2 separate regions of the Mus musculus genome follow, and region 1 is linked to region 2. The links are chromatin contacts, called in public ChIA-PET maps. All regions are on one chromosome and are shown on one strand. Each heading gives the region's core, a stretch centred on a gene start, on an enhancer-like site or on the middle of the called end of the contact. The rest is flanking DNA. Distances are from core to core; before and after follow the strand shown. Region 1 overlaps Ccm2 (cerebral cavernous malformation 2). Region 2 holds the start of Purb (purine rich element binding protein B).

Evidence for each region. ChIA-PET counts read pairs in DNA pulled down with a chosen protein or histone mark.
Region 1: a contact with region 2 is called in an RNA polymerase II ChIA-PET map of effector CD8 T cells, with 443 read pairs. The contact joins the enhancer-like site here to the promoter of Purb in region 2. A contact is called at or near these places in 16 of 39 promoter capture datasets (the 3T3-L1 cell line, the C10 cell line, the HPC-7 cell line and 9 more), 17 of 484 Hi-C or Micro-C datasets (CD4 T cells, CD8 T cells, the MNK3 cell line and 11 more), 20 of 115 datasets of contacts at active chromatin or transcription factors (the 230-238 cell line, CD8 T cells, the HPC-7 cell line and 12 more) and 3 of 9 other capture datasets (adipose tissue, liver and pancreatic islet).

Annotation. Positions count from the first base shown.
Region 1 is chr11:6,567,685-6,570,765 of GRCm38.p6, forward strand. It overlaps Ccm2 (cerebral cavernous malformation 2), which reads left to right. Exons shown (of 10, transcript NM_146014.3): 2 at 2,280-2,453. Among named protein-coding and RNA genes, the nearest start is that of Ccm2, 22 kb to the left of the region's middle. Within about 2 kb of position 1,672, at least 104 of the 459 cell types and tissues checked have an H3K27ac peak or open chromatin away from gene starts, as enhancers often do. A contact at or near this core is called in CD8 T cells, the N1E-115 cell line, the SCID.adh cell line and 13 more, where this site is marked.
Region 2 is chr11:6,474,682-6,477,875 of GRCm38.p6, forward strand. It overlaps Purb (purine rich element binding protein B), which reads right to left and starts at 1,395. Exons shown (of 1, transcript NM_011221.3): 1 at 1-1,395. The coding sequence starts at 1,205. The coding sequence ends at 231.

The DNA of each region.
Region 1 (3,081 bases), core at 422-2,921, 93 kb after region 2:
TAACACAGGTGGAGAAATAACTACCCAACGTGTACAAAGCTCTGAGTTCTGTTTGTTTGTTTGTTTGTTTGTTTGTTTGTTTTGTTTCTTTGAGACAGGCTTTCTCTGTGTAGCCCTGGCTGTCCTGGAACTCACTCTGTAGACCAGGCTGACCTCGAACTCAGAAATCCACCTGCCTCTGCCTCCTGAGTGCTGGGATTAAAGGCGTGTGCCACCACGCCAGCTAAGCTCTGGGTTCTATTCTTAGCACTGCAGAAAAACAAAACAAAACAGATGGTGTGCATGTTGGAATCCTAGCCGTAGTCCTTGGGACCAGGAGACAGGACTGACGCTCCGTCTCCTCAGCCACACAGTGGGTTTGAAGCTAGCCTGAGCTGTTGGAGACGTCTCAAAAAAGTAGCGGAAGTGCCTGTGCTCAACACTCAGCTACAGCTCTGGAGTTCCTGTCATCTTATCTCTCTCTCTTTTCCACACCAGCAGTGAGTGCAGGAAACTGCCCTGCATGTGTGAACACAAGCGTTTATGTGTGCGTGCATGCATGTGTGTGTGCGTATGTATGTGTGTACTGATCAAGATAGGACTACAGGGTCAATGACAGACCATTCTAGGTCACAGAGGCAGATGCCTGGTGATAGAATCAGCTCCCATGAGTGGAATATTTTAATATTTACAGGGCCGTGGGTCACAATCTTTTCCTACTTTGGATTCAGAGTCGGGTGGGTGGTCATGGGTCATTATCTAGTGTGAGTGGAAGACAGTCTGAGGCTTTGGTGCTGGGCTGTAAAGACAGCCGTTGAAGAGGAGATGGATTGTTGTGAGTAAAAACAGTAACGGAAATAACTGCTGACACCGTTTTCCATTATAATCAAATATAATCAGCTCAGCTCTCTGTAGCTATCGCATGGATTGTTCATGAGAACATGGAACATGCAACAATCATAGCTCATTTTAGAGACCATAGCTCAGCTCATATCCTTGTATGGGAAAGAATCAGGATAGCTCAGACCACCACAGAGGAGTTGAGCCTTGAGCCTGGCGGAAAGCCTGTGGGGAGAGCAGCAGGCATGACGGCTGGGCGTGCACAGCTCTAACACCGAGACTCATGCTGCTGTCTTGTCGGATGGGCCTCCTGGATCTGTGCCCATCTTAGTAGATCAATGGAATAAAACCAAGATAACAAGGACCAAGGATGTGAAGCTAAGGAGGCAGGGAAGCTGTCCACAGCAGGAGGGCACAGGCACAGGCACAGGAAAGGTGTCAGGGTAATTTTCTGAGGCTGGGTGAGTCTTATTTGATTGTTGGTTTCATGCCTGGTGCTGAGAGCTGAGCCTAAGAGTGAGGCTGGGAAGTAGCCACATGCGGCATCTCCTGGGAGCCTTGGCCATGTGAGTCTTGCCTGATAACTTATTCTCTCCGTTTTTTGTTTGTTACTAGCTTGGGGGGAGGGACGGTCAGAGCTGAGCCTGCTGTAGTTTCCCAGCTGCTGCCTGGCTGCCAGGAACATAGTGGGTGAGTGTAGGAGAGATGTCTCTTGCAGAGAGAAAACAGCTAGGGTATCATCTCCTCCTTTCATTGCTCGTGTCTTTGGCCTCTGAGCTGATGCTGTAGATGATGTATTTAAGTGTTTCTCTGAGTGACAAAGAATGGCTGGCAGCGCCATCTTTCCACAGAGTGGGGGATAGCTTCTGTTGCGGTTGTTTAGGAGGCACTAGGTTTGATTCCCCTCTCCCTGGCCCACAAGTTCATTTTGATTACAGGTCGAGTCTTCAAAGCCTCGGTACTAAGCTCACATCCAGCAGGGGTGAGGCTGTGAGGTTAGTGGCTGCCTTGGAGCCCTGCCTGAGGGAAGGGGCTGCATGAGAACCTGGGGCTCAGTTAGCGCCTGGGCTCCTTAGAGCTCATGTGGCCTTGGCTGCTGAGACAGAGGCCTTGTGGGTGGCAGCCCTCCCTGTCCCACTTGCACCTCAGAGCTGAGATGACATGGCTCACAGAGCTGGCAGGAGTTGGAACTCTGCTGTGTGGCTCTCTTCTGGGGGACTGTTCCCCAAATGACAGTGAGTTGCCTTCTGAGTGTGACAGCCACTTAACAGGCCTGTCTGTCCTTGTGCAGAGTCTGAGCTGGCTCCAGAGCCATGCCTCAGCCTCATGTTGGTCCTTTCTCATAGGCTGCTGTGCACAGTCCTATTTTCATGGCGACGGTGCTAACTCTGTTTGTTAGTGGTAGGTACAACACAAATGTGTGAATAATGAACTCCAATCATTGCCATTTCTGCCTGCAGCCTGGAATTGTGTCGCCATTTAAACGAGTATTCCTAAAAGGTGAAAAGAGTAGAGATAAGAAAGCCCATGAGAAGGTGACAGAGAGGCGCCCTCTGCACACTGTGGTGCTGGCGTTACCTGAGCGCGTCGAGCCAGACAGACTGCTGAGCGACTATATTGAGAAGGAGGTGAAGGTAAGTCACCATGGGCCACAGGGCACGCCTGCCAAACAGTTCATTGCCAGCTCTGCATAAATACATTAGCCTGTGTCCTACCCTCTGTCTTGCTTCTGGATGTATCTAATAATGAAAACTCCAAACCCAGTCCCAGTCCTTAGCTTTGGTTTCTGATCCTCTGTGTAGCAGAAGACTACTCTGTCTTGAAGGTCATGGATATTGTGTAAAACAGGGAAACCTCGTCTCCTCCGATTTGCAGACAGATGACAGCAGGCGCTTGTTCCAGGCCCTTGTTTAGGACTCCGATGCTCAGCCTAACGCTGGAGGCCTTATATCTCAGGCCTGCCTGTGCCCAAAAGACTACTCAAGCTGTGTTATGTCCCTGAAAGTAAGTTAATGAAATGATAGAAGCTGTGAGCTCAGAGAGGAGAGGAGAGGTGTTGGTCATAGAAGGCCACTGGAAAGAAGGAAGCGGTGAAGGTGAAGTAGCCTAGTTGGTGGCTCCAGCTGGGTCAGGCCCCTGCAGAGGACAGAGTCCAGTGACTCGGGGGGCTCCAGTGCTGACTAAATATGGATTTGTAGGCACCCTCCACATTGAGAGGAGGGCTTGGGATTTACTGACAGCTGGCATAGGAGTGGGTGGGAG
Region 2 (3,194 bases), core at 145-2,644:
GGTTGCTGGCAGTTCCTTGGAACTTAACTGCTTTTCTCTAATTGTCTGTGACTGTTTTCTTATGGTTATTTCTCTTAACTATATTATTTTATTTTTTTTTTTGTTTTCTTCGTCTGCGGCCTCCCCTGATCCCTCTCCACTAGCTCACTGGGGACGAGAAGGAAAGGGCGCTCTCTAGCCAAGGGGATGGTGGTGGGGTTGGGGGAGGCCGGTACGGGAAGCTGCCTGCTTCAATCCTCATCCACTTCCTCACCCTCCGACTCGTCGCCGCCACCGCTGCCCCCGCCGCGTCGCTCGTAAAGCTTATCCCTCTGTCGCTCCTGGATCTCTTTCATTTCATCTGCATACCGACAGAAGGCGCCTCCAAACTTGCCCCAGGCCTTGAAGGGCACGGTGATGGCATTGCGGTAGGACGGCTTCACCTCGCTCACTCGCAGGAACACCCCGTACTTGTTGCAGCCGACGTCGAAGAAGAAGCGCTTCGAGTCCACGGTGATGGAGGTGCCCTCCGGGAGCTCTCCGTACAGGCCGCCCCCGGGGCCGCCGGCGCCGCCTCCCGGGCCGCCGGCCAGCTCGTCCTCGTCGCCCCCGTAGTCGTCGATGAGCTTGGCGAGCGCGTCGCGGAACTCGATGAGGCCCTGCGCGGGCAGCGCGATGGTCTGGCCGCTCTGCAGGCCGCCGGGCCCGGGCCCCCCGCCGAAGCCGCCGCCGCCGCGGTTCACCGTCTGGCGGATGCGCAGGAAGCGGCCGCGCTGGTTCTCCTTGAGGTCCAGGTAGTACTTGCGGTTCTCGCGCACCAGGAACTCGCTCTTGAGCGCGCGGCGCGGCCCGCCGCCCTCCTCGGCGCCCGCCGCCAGCTGCTCGGGGCTGCTGGGACCCAGCTGCGCGTAGTGCTCGATGAAGTCGCCCAGCGAGTCGCGGAACTCGGCGGCCACCGCCATCGACAGCGTGAGGCGGCTCTTGGAGCCGCCCGCGCCCACCTCGGCGATCTTGAGGAAGCGGCCCTTGGCGTTCTGCTTCACGTCCAGGTAGAAGCGCTTGTTCTGGATGTCCAGCCGCTTCGAGGCCAGCTCCTGCGTCTCCTGCTCGCCGCCCGGCCCGCCACCGCCGCCGCCGCCGCCGCGGGGCGCGGGCTGGAAGCCGCCGGGCCCGCCGCCGCCGCCGCCGCCACCGCCGCGCTCGCTGCCGCTGTCGCCGTCCGCCATCTTCTCGGCCGCCGCCTCGCCGCCGCCGCCCGCTGCGCTCGCGCCCCCGCCCTCCGCCCTGCGGCTCGCGCTCCGGGGCCCCCCAGCCTCGCCCGCCGGCTCCTCACGCGCGCCCGCCGCTCATCGCCGGTCGCCGCCGCCCCCCATCGCCTCCGCGCCCCGCCCCCGCGGCTTCCGTGCGGCACGGCCCGCTTCCGGCGCGCGCCTCCCGTGACGTCACTCCGCCCCGCCCGCCGCCGCCTCCCGGCCGGAAGACCCACACACACCACGCCGGCGGGGCGCAGAGGTGACGTCGCTGGCCGCGCCGGCAAGGCGTTCTGCGGCTACCCCGGGCGAGCCTATGTTTCTGTCCGCTGGTTTTGGGGTCCTCTTTCTTGATGCTTTACTGACGCTCCCGGTTTCAGAGGGTTTAGTGTGTGACTAGATGACTCTGTTGCTTTGGGGCTGTGGGAAGGCAGAACGTTTTGCCGAGAAGCACATGAATTATTCAACAGTGGAGCCAATCACCTCCTGGCGCCTGGGAAAGCAGAGAGACAGGAAAGGGCCAGGGGCTAGGGATCTTTCCAGAGCATACCCCAGTAACCTGTTTTCTCCAGTGAGATCCTACTTCTCACTAATGCTACTAGATTATTAATCCTCAGGGACGAGTACACTGATTAAGTCGGACTCCTAACGATTGGATCTAGCAATCCTTCAGTAAATAAGCCCGTGTTTCTAAAACAAAGAAACCAGAATACCATCTTATTTTATAAACTCCCTGAATGGAGTTCACACAAATAACTTTTGGGTTTTTTTTTTTTTTACAATTGGGTGTTTTTAATGATAGGATCTCACTAAGCTATATTGGCTTAAACTTGAGTTCTTGCATCAGTTTAATATTCGTTAACCAGGTTCCTCTAAAGTGTTGTTTTTTTTTTTTTAAAGATTTATTTATTATTATATGTAAGTACACTGAAGCTGTCTTCAGACACACCAGAAGAGGGAGTCAGATCTTGTTACGGATGGTTGTGAGCCACCATGTGGTTGCTGGGATTTGAACTCTGGACCTTCAGTCGGGTGCTCTTACCCACTGAGCCATCTCTCCAGCCCTAAAGTGTTTTAAATTTGTTTCTGTGTGGCTATACATGTACGTGTATGTGGAGGCCGGAAATAGAGTGTTTGTGTTACTCTCCACCGTATTTTTTGTGAGTGGGTCTCTGGCTGAACTTAGAGCTCACTGAATTGATCTAAACTGGCTGTCAGTGAGCCCTAGGGATCCCCCACCCCCACCCCCTGCTGCACCCTGCTCTTTTATGCAGCTGCTAGGTTTTCAAGCTTGTGTCTTAATGCTTGTGTGATGAGCAGTTAACCGCCCCTCTAGCCTGTATTCTGCCTGATGGGCCAGCTTTGTTATTTTGTTTCCGCTGAAATTTCATTTGCATCTAAGCCTAGAGTCTTCTCTTGTAATTTTTTAGTAAGGACATATTTTTGAGTGGTTTTATGGTTTGATTTTTAAGTATAGGACTATGTTTATCTGAAATATATCATGATGTCTGGGATGAAGTAAAGAATCTAAGGAATTTCCTTCAAATGACTAACCCATTGTCCCAGTACTATGTATTGGGTAATCCTTGGAGGATAGATGTTAACAGGTGGAGATAGGGTAGGTTATTTTGGGCAGAGGAACATATGTCTCCAGATGGTGAGTTGTGCAGTTTGGCTGGGGCCTAGGGTCTGTGAACAGTGGAACTGGGCGCAGCTGTTCTCTGGTGGCTAGGAGAGATCCTTGATTCAGTGGACAGGGGCCACCATAAACTGTATAAACAGGAGTCATTTTCTAGTTTTGTACTTTTTTTTAAAAGATTTATTTATTTATTATATGTAAGTACTCTGTAGCTGTCTTCAGACACACCAGAAGAGGGCATCAGGTCTCATTACAGGTGGTTGTGAGCCACCATGTGTTTACTGGGGATTTGAACTCAGGACTTTGGAAGGGCAGTCAATGCTCTT